2 separate regions of the Mus musculus genome follow, and region 2 is linked to region 1. Evidence: chromatin contacts called from public ChIA-PET data. All regions are on one chromosome and are shown on one strand. The core of a region is the stretch at or near the end of the contact, and the rest is flanking DNA. Distances in the headings are between cores, read along the strand shown.

Evidence for each region. ChIA-PET counts read pairs in DNA pulled down with a chosen protein or histone mark.
Region 2: an RNA polymerase II ChIA-PET map of effector CD8 T cells shows a contact between it and region 1, with 6 read pairs. The contact joins the enhancer-like site here to the promoter of Ppp2r5d in region 1. A contact is called at or near these places in 7 of 39 promoter capture datasets (3T3-L1-derived adipocytes, the C10 cell line, cranial neural crest and 3 more), 3 of 484 Hi-C or Micro-C datasets (B cells, granulocytes and granulocyte-monocyte progenitors), 9 of 115 datasets of contacts at active chromatin or transcription factors (cardiomyocytes, effector CD8 T cells, embryonic stem cells and 5 more) and 3 of 9 other capture datasets (adipose tissue, liver and pancreatic islet).

Annotation. Positions count from the first base shown.
Region 1 is chr17:46,703,457-46,707,966 of GRCm38.p6, reverse strand. It overlaps Ppp2r5d (protein phosphatase 2, regulatory subunit B', delta), which reads left to right and starts at 2,965. Exons shown (of 15, transcript NM_009358.3): 1 at 2,965-3,134. The coding sequence starts at 3,108. It overlaps Gm52314 (a long non-coding RNA gene), which reads right to left and starts at 2,342. Exons shown (of 2, transcript XR_003952400.1): 1 at 2,259-2,342; 2 at 1-1,425.
Region 2 is chr17:46,868,547-46,873,022 of GRCm38.p6, reverse strand. It overlaps a transcript of Bicral not described here. Among named protein-coding and RNA genes, the nearest start is that of Tbcc, 20 kb to the left of the region's middle. Within about 2 kb of position 2,627, at least 45 of the 459 cell types and tissues checked have an H3K27ac peak or open chromatin away from gene starts, as enhancers often do. A contact at or near this core is called in B cells, effector CD8 T cells and extraembryonic endoderm stem cells, where this site is marked.

The DNA of each region.
Region 1 (4,510 bases), core at 1,716-4,215:
TTCTGCTTCCAACTCTTCAAGTACTGGGTTTGATTTGTTCTGTTTTTGTTTTTGTTTTGTTGTTGGTGGTGGGTTTTTTTGTTTTGTTTTGTTGGTTTTTTTCGAGACAGGGTTTCTCTGTATAGCCCTGGCTGTCCTGGAACTCACTTTGTAGACCAGGCTGACCTCGAACTCAGAAATCCACCTGTCTCTGCCTCCCGAGTGCTGGGGTTAAAGGCGTGTGCCACCACACCTGGCTTTGATTTGTTTTTTTTTTGTTTGTTTGTTTGTTTTTGTTTGTTTGTTTGTTTGTTTTTTTGAGACAGGGTTTTTCCGTATACCCTTGGATGGCTTTGAACTCATGGCAATCCCACCTCAGCCTCTTGAGTTTGAGAATCAGAGATGTGCACCATCATGCCTGGCTACATTGGTGCATTCAGACACACATTTACTGGGGGTTTAACCTAGGGCCTCACACATGCCTGGCAAGCACTGAGCTCCAATCCCAGTCCCTCCTTTTACATTGTAAAACTGCATGCAAACCAGACTGCCCACTGTGGTACTGTAATCCTAGCACTTTAGAGGTTGAGGAGAGGTGATTTCAGGTTCAGTGACAGCCTGAGGTACATAGCAAGACCCTGTGGCAAGAACAACAAAAAAGAAGGCCCTGGGGACTTGGATTCCCACAGAGAAGAAAAAAAAATCCCACTTGCAGCCGAACTTTATGTGTCTCTGTCCCCTGCTTCCTAGAGGAACCAAGGTCTGCAGGTCTAAAGAGGCTACACAGTCAGTGGCAAGTTTATGCCCCAGGACTACAGTGCATCTTGAGGTTTTGGGTATGGGCAAGGACATCTGTTGATCAGCTCCATCAGAGGACAACTGCCTCAGTTACACTTGTACAGATAGGAATATCCACCAGCGAACAAACACCTTTCTTCCCCATGCAAACAATAGTAGAAATGCAGCCTCACTGTGTGCTCCCCTCAACTCAGTGTTAGTCACCGAGCAAAATGCAATTCTGTATGAGAGCCAGGCTCCTCTCCGTGCTGGCCTTACCCTGTGCTCACTCTTGAAGGCACTCCAAGCTCCTACTTGGCTTAAGCTTCCCTGGCAGAGATCACCCGACACCTCCTAGTTGCAAAATCAAAGTGTTCTATTCAGTGTTTAGCAGACTCTACCTGCCTCTGGCCATTGTGACACCAGTTCCCTCTAACCATCTTTCATCACTTAGGAGTCACCCTCAATGCATCCTTTCCCTGATACTGTCTCCCCGAATCCAGTGACTCACCGAATCCCGTTGACTGTACACGTCTCCGGAGCTCATCCGCTTTTCTTCATTCCGGTTTTTAAAGTCATTCACGTGCATGTGTGTGTCTGTGCGTGTGTATGCCACCTATGCAGGTGCCCAGGGAGGCCAGAGGAGGGCAGGGCGTCAGGTTCCTGGAGCTGGGGTTACAGGTGGTTGTGAGCCAGCTGTTGTGGGGGCTGGGAGCCTAGTTTAGGTCCTCTGGAAGAGCAGCAAGTACTCTTAACCACTGAGCCTTGTCTTTTTTTCCATTCTGTTCTTGAAGTTTTAAAATTGTGTGTGTGTATGTATGTATGTATGTATGTATGTATGCATGTGTCTATCAGGTCCCTTGGGGCTGGAGTTACAGGCAATTGTGAAGCAGCTAATGTGGGTGCTGGGAACTGAATTCAGGTCTTTTGGAAGAGCACCATCTTCCCAGCCCCCATCTTTCCCAATATTGGGGCTACTGCTCTTTGTGTAAGGATGATTGACTATTGTTTGGTTATCATGCTCCTGGGGGAATCCAAGACCTCTTTCCTGGGGAACAAACGGCCACAGGCTTATTTGTAACTTTTTAGTTCTGAGAGTTGTTTCTTTGTTGTTGTTGTTTGTGGTGGCGGGTAGGTTTTTTTTTTTTTTTTTTTTTGTCTTTTTTTTTTCTTTCTTTTAAGAGGTTCTTATTGTAGTCCAAACTGGTCTGCAACTGGCTATAGTTAAGGCTGGTCTGTAACGCCTGATCATCCTGCCTCTATCTTCCAAGAGGTGGGGTTACAGGGGCAAACCCATCACACCCAGCTCGCAGATTTATTTTTGATGGACCTCCTCCAGTTCTTTAATGTAATCTATTGGCTACTAGGATAACTAAAATATATTCCTCCATGTCATTCTGAGGTTTGTGTAATTTATGTGATTGTATTTTAATCGTCTCTTAATACGAGTCTGTGAACCTCATTAGAGTGGGAACTACCTGAGGGCAAGAACCCAGTCTTACCCACTTGAACACTAGCTTGGGTGCGGCGGCGGCTCAGGGCTCAGGTAGGGAACGATGAGGCTGCTTTTTCACTTCATTCTCAGTGGCTCCAAACGCAGCTGTTTTACCGATTCCAGCACCCTTCCAGCAGCTACAGGGACCCACGTCTTGAAGCTGCAGCAAACCAGGGTTTCTTATTTTATTTCAGCCCGGTTCCACCGCTGATAGGCTTTCCCCTCTGCTCCTCTGCAACTGTGATCTAGGACAGACTTGATGAATGCCCGGGAGTACCCTTGGGAGTCTTCTCTATCATTTCACGTGTGCAATTTGAGCTACTTTAAATTCCTGTGAAGAAAGGTGCCCTTTTCGTGTTAGGGCCTTTTTCCTCCAGTCCGTACGAAGCAGGGCAGGTAGAAGAGCAGGGGAGAACATGAGAGCCACTTCTGGAGGGAAGGAGCAGAGCTCAAAGGACTGAAGAATAGCAGAGGACGACGCACAAGGCGACGCCGGAGAACAGATCTGCTAGCCAAGCTCGGGTTTCCCCATGGCTCCGCCTCCTCCACGAAGCCCGACCCTTTTCAGGGCGGGACCTTCCACTCCAGCCAATTCTGGGAGCCGAACCCTGGCGGTTTGTACTCTTTCTTTCCAATGAGAAAAAAGGGAAGCTGCTTGGCTCCAATGACCAATCCGAGGAGGCGGCTCCTGGTTCTCAGGCAGGTTTGTAAGAGTTCGGGCCAATTGGAAGCGCAGCCACGGCTCGGCCCGGGCGCAGCGCGCAGGCGGTGGCGAAGAGACGCCGAGCGGGCCGAGTGTGGCCGAGCAGAGCCGGAGCGGGGCCGCAGGAGCCGGGCCGGGTGTGGACCGGCCGAGATGTCCTATAAACTGAAGAAGGATAAGGTGAGCGTGGCCTTTCCCCTTGCGCCTCCGCCGCCGGGCCTGCGCGCAGCTCTGGGAGGGGCCCGAGGCAGGCCCGGGACAGCCTCAGACTGACCCTCTGGTCCGGCCCCCCGCAGCACTCCCGCGGCCAGCCCCAGGGCCGCGCGACTGCCAGCACCCCCAGTCCGTGCAGCAGCTGGGACAGCTCTCCGTCTTTGCCCGGACAGATTTCCCCCCACCTATCCCTCTTCCCTTCCTCTTTGCTCCTATCCCCGGCCCCCTCCAGATCTGCTCCACTCCCGGCTCACTCCCTTGCTTTTTCTCCCCGCCTTTATCTGTCCCCGATCCCCCACGGTTTGGGACAGTGCTCATTTAAGACCGCATTTCCCTCCAGTACTTCCCCCACCCCCGCCCTGAGCAGCCCCTTCCCTCTTCTCCTCACCAGCTTAAAAGACGGCCTCTCCACAGTTCTGTACAGTCCCTCCTTCCCCCCCCCCGCCCCCCCACGACAAGCCCCTGACCTAGAACCGCTCTGCTTTCTCTCTCCTCCGCCCAAATCTGGCCTAGGCCCCTCCCTCGAGTCTTCCTTTACACACAAACTTGTAAGCCAGGACCGAGCCCTTCTTCTGTTGATGGAACCCCAGAACGTCTGTGCTGGAAGGGAGCTTTGGAGCACATGCAGACTAGCATGCTAGTGGTACAGATGAGGAGACTGAGGCCGGGTCAGGGGAAGGGACTTGTCCAAGGTCACACATCCTGCTGGAGGCCCAGCTGCAATATCAGGTCTCCCAACTTGGAGGGCTCTTCTGTGCAAGTGCCTAACTGGCATCAGCTGGCTTCCATGTTCACCCTAGACGGGACTCGGTTTCTAATCTGTTAGAGGCTCCTCCCTGTATTCCTTAGGATAACCTTTGCATTTCCTTTTTTTGCACCAGGACAGGATTTCTCCCTTTCTTCTGGCCTGTTCTGTTTAGTTTTCTTCTCATTCTGCCGTCCAGTACACTCGGTTTCTTTATTATTTGCAGTGGCAGAGATCAGACCCAGGGTCTTGCACATGCTAAGCATGTGCAGTACCATTGGGCTACACTCCCAACCCCACAGGCCATTTCTTGATGTTACCGTCTTTTGCCATCTTTTGCCTCCAAACCACCCTGACCTGTCCCTGCCTTTCCCTTTGTTTGCTGCTCTTGCTTGATCTGTGGTTCTTCTGAGAAGCAGACTCAGCTGGGGAGGCTGGAACTGGTCTTCAGACTCCCCAGCTTTTGGGCTGGCCCCTTGTGTTGGGCTGGCTCTGGCCTGGTCTCGTGGTCCACTCTCCTGATGACCCCAGAGGTGGATTGCATTCATTTTTCCCCTGATGGATGCTGGGCTACCATCTCTAACCATATCAGTCAAAC
Region 2 (4,476 bases), core at 1,378-3,877, 170 kb before region 1:
CTCTGCGTGCACTTACCTCTGCTCTGAAATGTTAGCTTTGACCTTTGTCTTGTGTGCATGTGGTGACCAGAGGTCACCATCTGGTGGCCTCTGCAGTCGCTTTCCACCTTTTTTTCTCCCTCCCCCCCCTTTTTTTTATTCTTTTTGAGATGGGCTTTCTCTGTGCAACCCCTGCCTGTCCTGAAATTCACTCTGTAGACCAGACTGGCCTAGAACTCAGAGACCTGCCTACCTCTGCCTCCTGAGTGCTGGGATCAAAGGTATGTGCCACCACCACCCAGCCACTTTTTGTTGCCGTTGTTTGAAAATATCTCATTTTGGGTGATGTGTAATGTGTTGGGGGGTCAGTGCATGTGTTTGCAAGTGTGTGCAGGTACCCAAGGAAACTGGAGGCACTGGATGTAACAGAGCCGTTGGTACAGATGGTTGTGAACCACCCAGTGTGCATGCTGGGAACAGAACTAGTCCTCTACCAGAGTATTCCACCATCGTCTGTCTGTCTGTCATGGTTTTCTAGCTAGCCTGGAATAAACTATTGATCAGTGAATGGCCTTGAACTCTCAAAAATCTACCTGCCTCTTCGTCCTAAGTGTTGGGATTAAAGACACACACAGCCACACTCAGCCCTGGGTTTACAGGCATGGACGTGCATGCTTGCAAGCAAACACTTTCTATTCCCAAAGTTGCTCTTTGATTTTTTTGATAAACACCAGTCACAGTCTCTTGACTTTTGCAAGTTTTCACAAGGTCACTGGTCTCAGGGAGTGTACTTCCAGTGTTTGTAGCTCAGGGATCCCCCAAACTGCCTGCCACGACCTCTGGTCCTGGCACTGCCCAGTACTCGGTGTGGCTCCTCCTTGTTAGGGCCTGAGTGTGGAAGTTGAGCCTCTCACTCTTAGGTGTGTCTAGTTGAGGCTTTCCTTTTTGTCTTACTATCCTTACTCAGCTTTGAGAACCCAGCTTTAGGGCTTGAGAGCTGGCTCAGTGGTTAAGAGCACTGGCTGCTCTTGAGAGGACCTGGGTTTGGTTCTCAGCACCCACACAGTGGCTCAGAACCATCCATACCTCGATTTCTAAGGAGTCCAGCGCCCTCTTCTAACCTCTGAGGGGTCAAGGCAGGAACATGGTGCATATACATGCACACTGTCAAGATAGTCATACATGTAAGACAAAATAAATAAAATTTTCGAGCCGGGCGTGGTGGCGCACGCCTTTAACCCCAGCACTCGGGAGGCAAGAGGCAGGCGGATTTCTGAGTTCGAGGCCAGCCTGGTCTACAAAGTGAGCTCCAGGACAGCCAGGGCTACACAGAGAAACCCTGTCTCGAAAAAACCAAAAAAAAAAAAAAAAAAATTGGGGGGCTGGAGAGATGGCTCAGCAATTAAGAGCATTGACTACTCTTCCAGAGGTTCTGAGTTCAATTCCCAGCAACCACATGGTGGCTCACAACCATTTGTAATGGGATCTGACGCCTTTTGTAGTGCAGGCATACATGCAGATAGAGCACTCACTCATATGCATAAACAAACAAATCTTTTAAAAATAAATAAATGAATGAAATTTTCAGCCTGGTCTACAGAGCAAGTTTCAGGATATCCAGTGCTATGCAGAGAAACCCTGTTCTGGGTGCTGGGGGCCAGGGGAAAGCACAGCTTTAAACTTTTCCCTCTACCTGCCTGTCTGCACAGAATGCCTTCTCTATCCCCATACCCAGAGCATCACACTGTGTGACACCCTTGCCTTCCCCAAGCCCCATATATTGTTGCTCTGTTGTTTTTAATCTCAGAACACTTATAAGGATAGAGGACATTGAGCAGATCAACATGACAATGTTGAACATGAGTGTGTTCAGGGCTGGGGATGTCAGCAGGCAAGCTTCCTGTCTGTGGAGCTGCTTGCCACAGAAACGGCTTCCCTCCCTCCCTGAGGCCACACCCATCCACCACCCACACATCTATCCACAAATCTACCCACCCACCCATCCATCCATCTACTCACACATCTACCTACCCACCCACACATCCATCCACCCACCCACTTACCCACCCATCCACCCATCCATCTATCTACCCACACATCTACCCAACCATCCATCCATCCACCTGCCCACCTACCCAGCCAGCCAGCCAGCCAGCCATTGATCCATCCATCCATCCAACTCCATCCATCCATGCATCCATCCATCCCAGGTACCCAGAGCAAGCTTCACTACTGCCGTGCATATGGATTGCTCTTGTTTCATCTTTCCTTTCCCCACTTTTTCTAATTTGTTTGTGGTGATGGGGACAGCATAGTGACAGTAGATCTTTTGTCGCCACATTAGAGAGGCCTTGGCTGCACCCACCCAGGGGGGGTTCCTTTCTGAAGTGGCAGGAAGGAGGTTTTGAGGTTTGTGAATATTGCTTCTAAGTATCTTAGCGAAAGATTTGTTTGCCCATATTTGTGACATTTTGGCAAGCTAGAAACCTGAGAAGATGCTTTCTGGTTGGTTTTGTGTGTGGTTTTACTCTTTAGGGGGAGAATTTACACCTTGGTGAAACTGTGCTTAACTGGCTAGAGAGATGGCTCAGTGCTGCCCCTGCAGAGGACCCAGGTTCAGTTCCCATCAGTACACGGCAGCTCATGATGTCTGTAACTCCAACCCTACCATGTCCAACTTCCTCTTCTGGCCTCCACAGACAGCAGGCATGCACACTGTGCACTAACATACAGAAAAAACACCCATACGGCTGGGTGGCAGAGGCAGGTGAATTTCTGAGTTCGAGGCCAGCCTGGTCTACAGAGTGAGTTCCAGGACAGCCAGGGCTACACAGAGAAACCCTGTCTTGAAAAAAAACAAATCAACCAACCAAACAAACAAACAAAAAAAAAAAACCAAACACCTGTACGCATACAAATCAATAATTTAAAAAAAAATTGCTATTGGGGGTCAGAGAGATGGTTCAGCAGGTAAGAGCAATGGCTGCTCTTCCAGAGGTCCTGATTTCAGTTTCCAGCAACCACATGGTGGCTCACAACCATCTGTAATGAGATCTGATGCCCTCTTCTGGAGTGTCTGAGGACAGCTGCAGTGTATTCATATACATTTAATTAATTAATTAATTAATAAAACTGCTGTTAACTTTGGGGTTAAAACTAACATAATTCCCAAACAGTTGGGGAATTCTCTATATGCTGTGAACTGTAACAAAAAAATGAACTCATACACACACACACACACACACACACACATACACACACACACACACACACACGTCTTACAAGTGGAAACAGTTAAAGAATCCTCCTGCAGAGTCTCCCTTTGTTAGTTGTCAATAGTGTGTAAGGGCCAGGGGCTGTGCACACTTGGTTGTGGGGCAGGCAGGTCCTGGGGAGCTGTGTGGACAGGTGTAGCAGATTACTGCCATAGGCCGTAGATGCGTGCAGAAAGTCATTTGCTGATTTTCATCTTTGTGTTTGTTTGTTTTGTTGTTGTTTGTTTTGTTTTTCAAGACAGGGTTTCTCTGTGTAGCCCTGGCTGTTCTGGAACTTGCTTTGTAGACCAGGCTGTACTCACATTCAGAGATCCGCCCGTCTCTGCCTCAGAGTGCTGGGGTTAAAGGCGTGTGCCACCACCCCTGGCTGGCCTGGGGATGTTTTTGCTTGAGATAAAATCTCTTGTAGCCCAGGTTGTATCTGAGATTAGCCTGGGAATGCCTTCCTTTCCTTCCCAAGTAGTGGGATTCTGCCCCGCCTGAGCCTCAGTTACTAATCTCCAGCAATGTTTCCCAAATGAGAGTCACCGCTGTCGGTGGCTTGTGAACTCTCTGACCGGCATCTAACAGGCTCTGTAAAAATGAGACACCACAGAGTGAACTGTGTCCAGTTCTCTTCTGAAACTCATCGTCGCTGTGCATGACGCCGAAGGCCTGACTAGTCTTCCTCCCGAATGTCAGAATGAAAGGGAATTCAAGGTGTGTCTCACCACACCCTGGCTCAGATTCATTCTTTCTTTTCTTTCTTTCTTTCTTTCTTTCTTTCTTTCTTTCTTTCTTTCTTTCTTTCTTTCTTTCTTTCTTCCTTTCTTCCTTTCTTCCTTTCTTCCTTTCTTCCTTTCTTCCTTTCTTCCTTTCTTTCTTCCTTTCTTACCTCTTTTTTGTTTGTTTGTTTGTTTGTTTGTTTTTTGGGGTCTTTTTGTTTTTGTTTTTTGTTTTTTTCGAGATTCGAGACAGGGTTTCCCTTTGTAGCCCTGGCTGTCCTGGAACTCACTCTGTAGACCAGGCTAGCCTCGCTCGAACTCAGAAATCTGCCTCCCAGGTGCTGGGATTAAAGGTGTGTGCCACCACCGCCCTGCTCAGATGTTCTTTCAAATCTTGGAGGCTTTTTTTTTTTTTTTTAGAAAAATCTTCCTTTCTGTTGTGTTCTGGTGTGAAATATAAGTCTTGAGACAGAGAGTCTCAGTCAGAGGTGTTTGAAAGCTACTGGTGAGGGGACTGA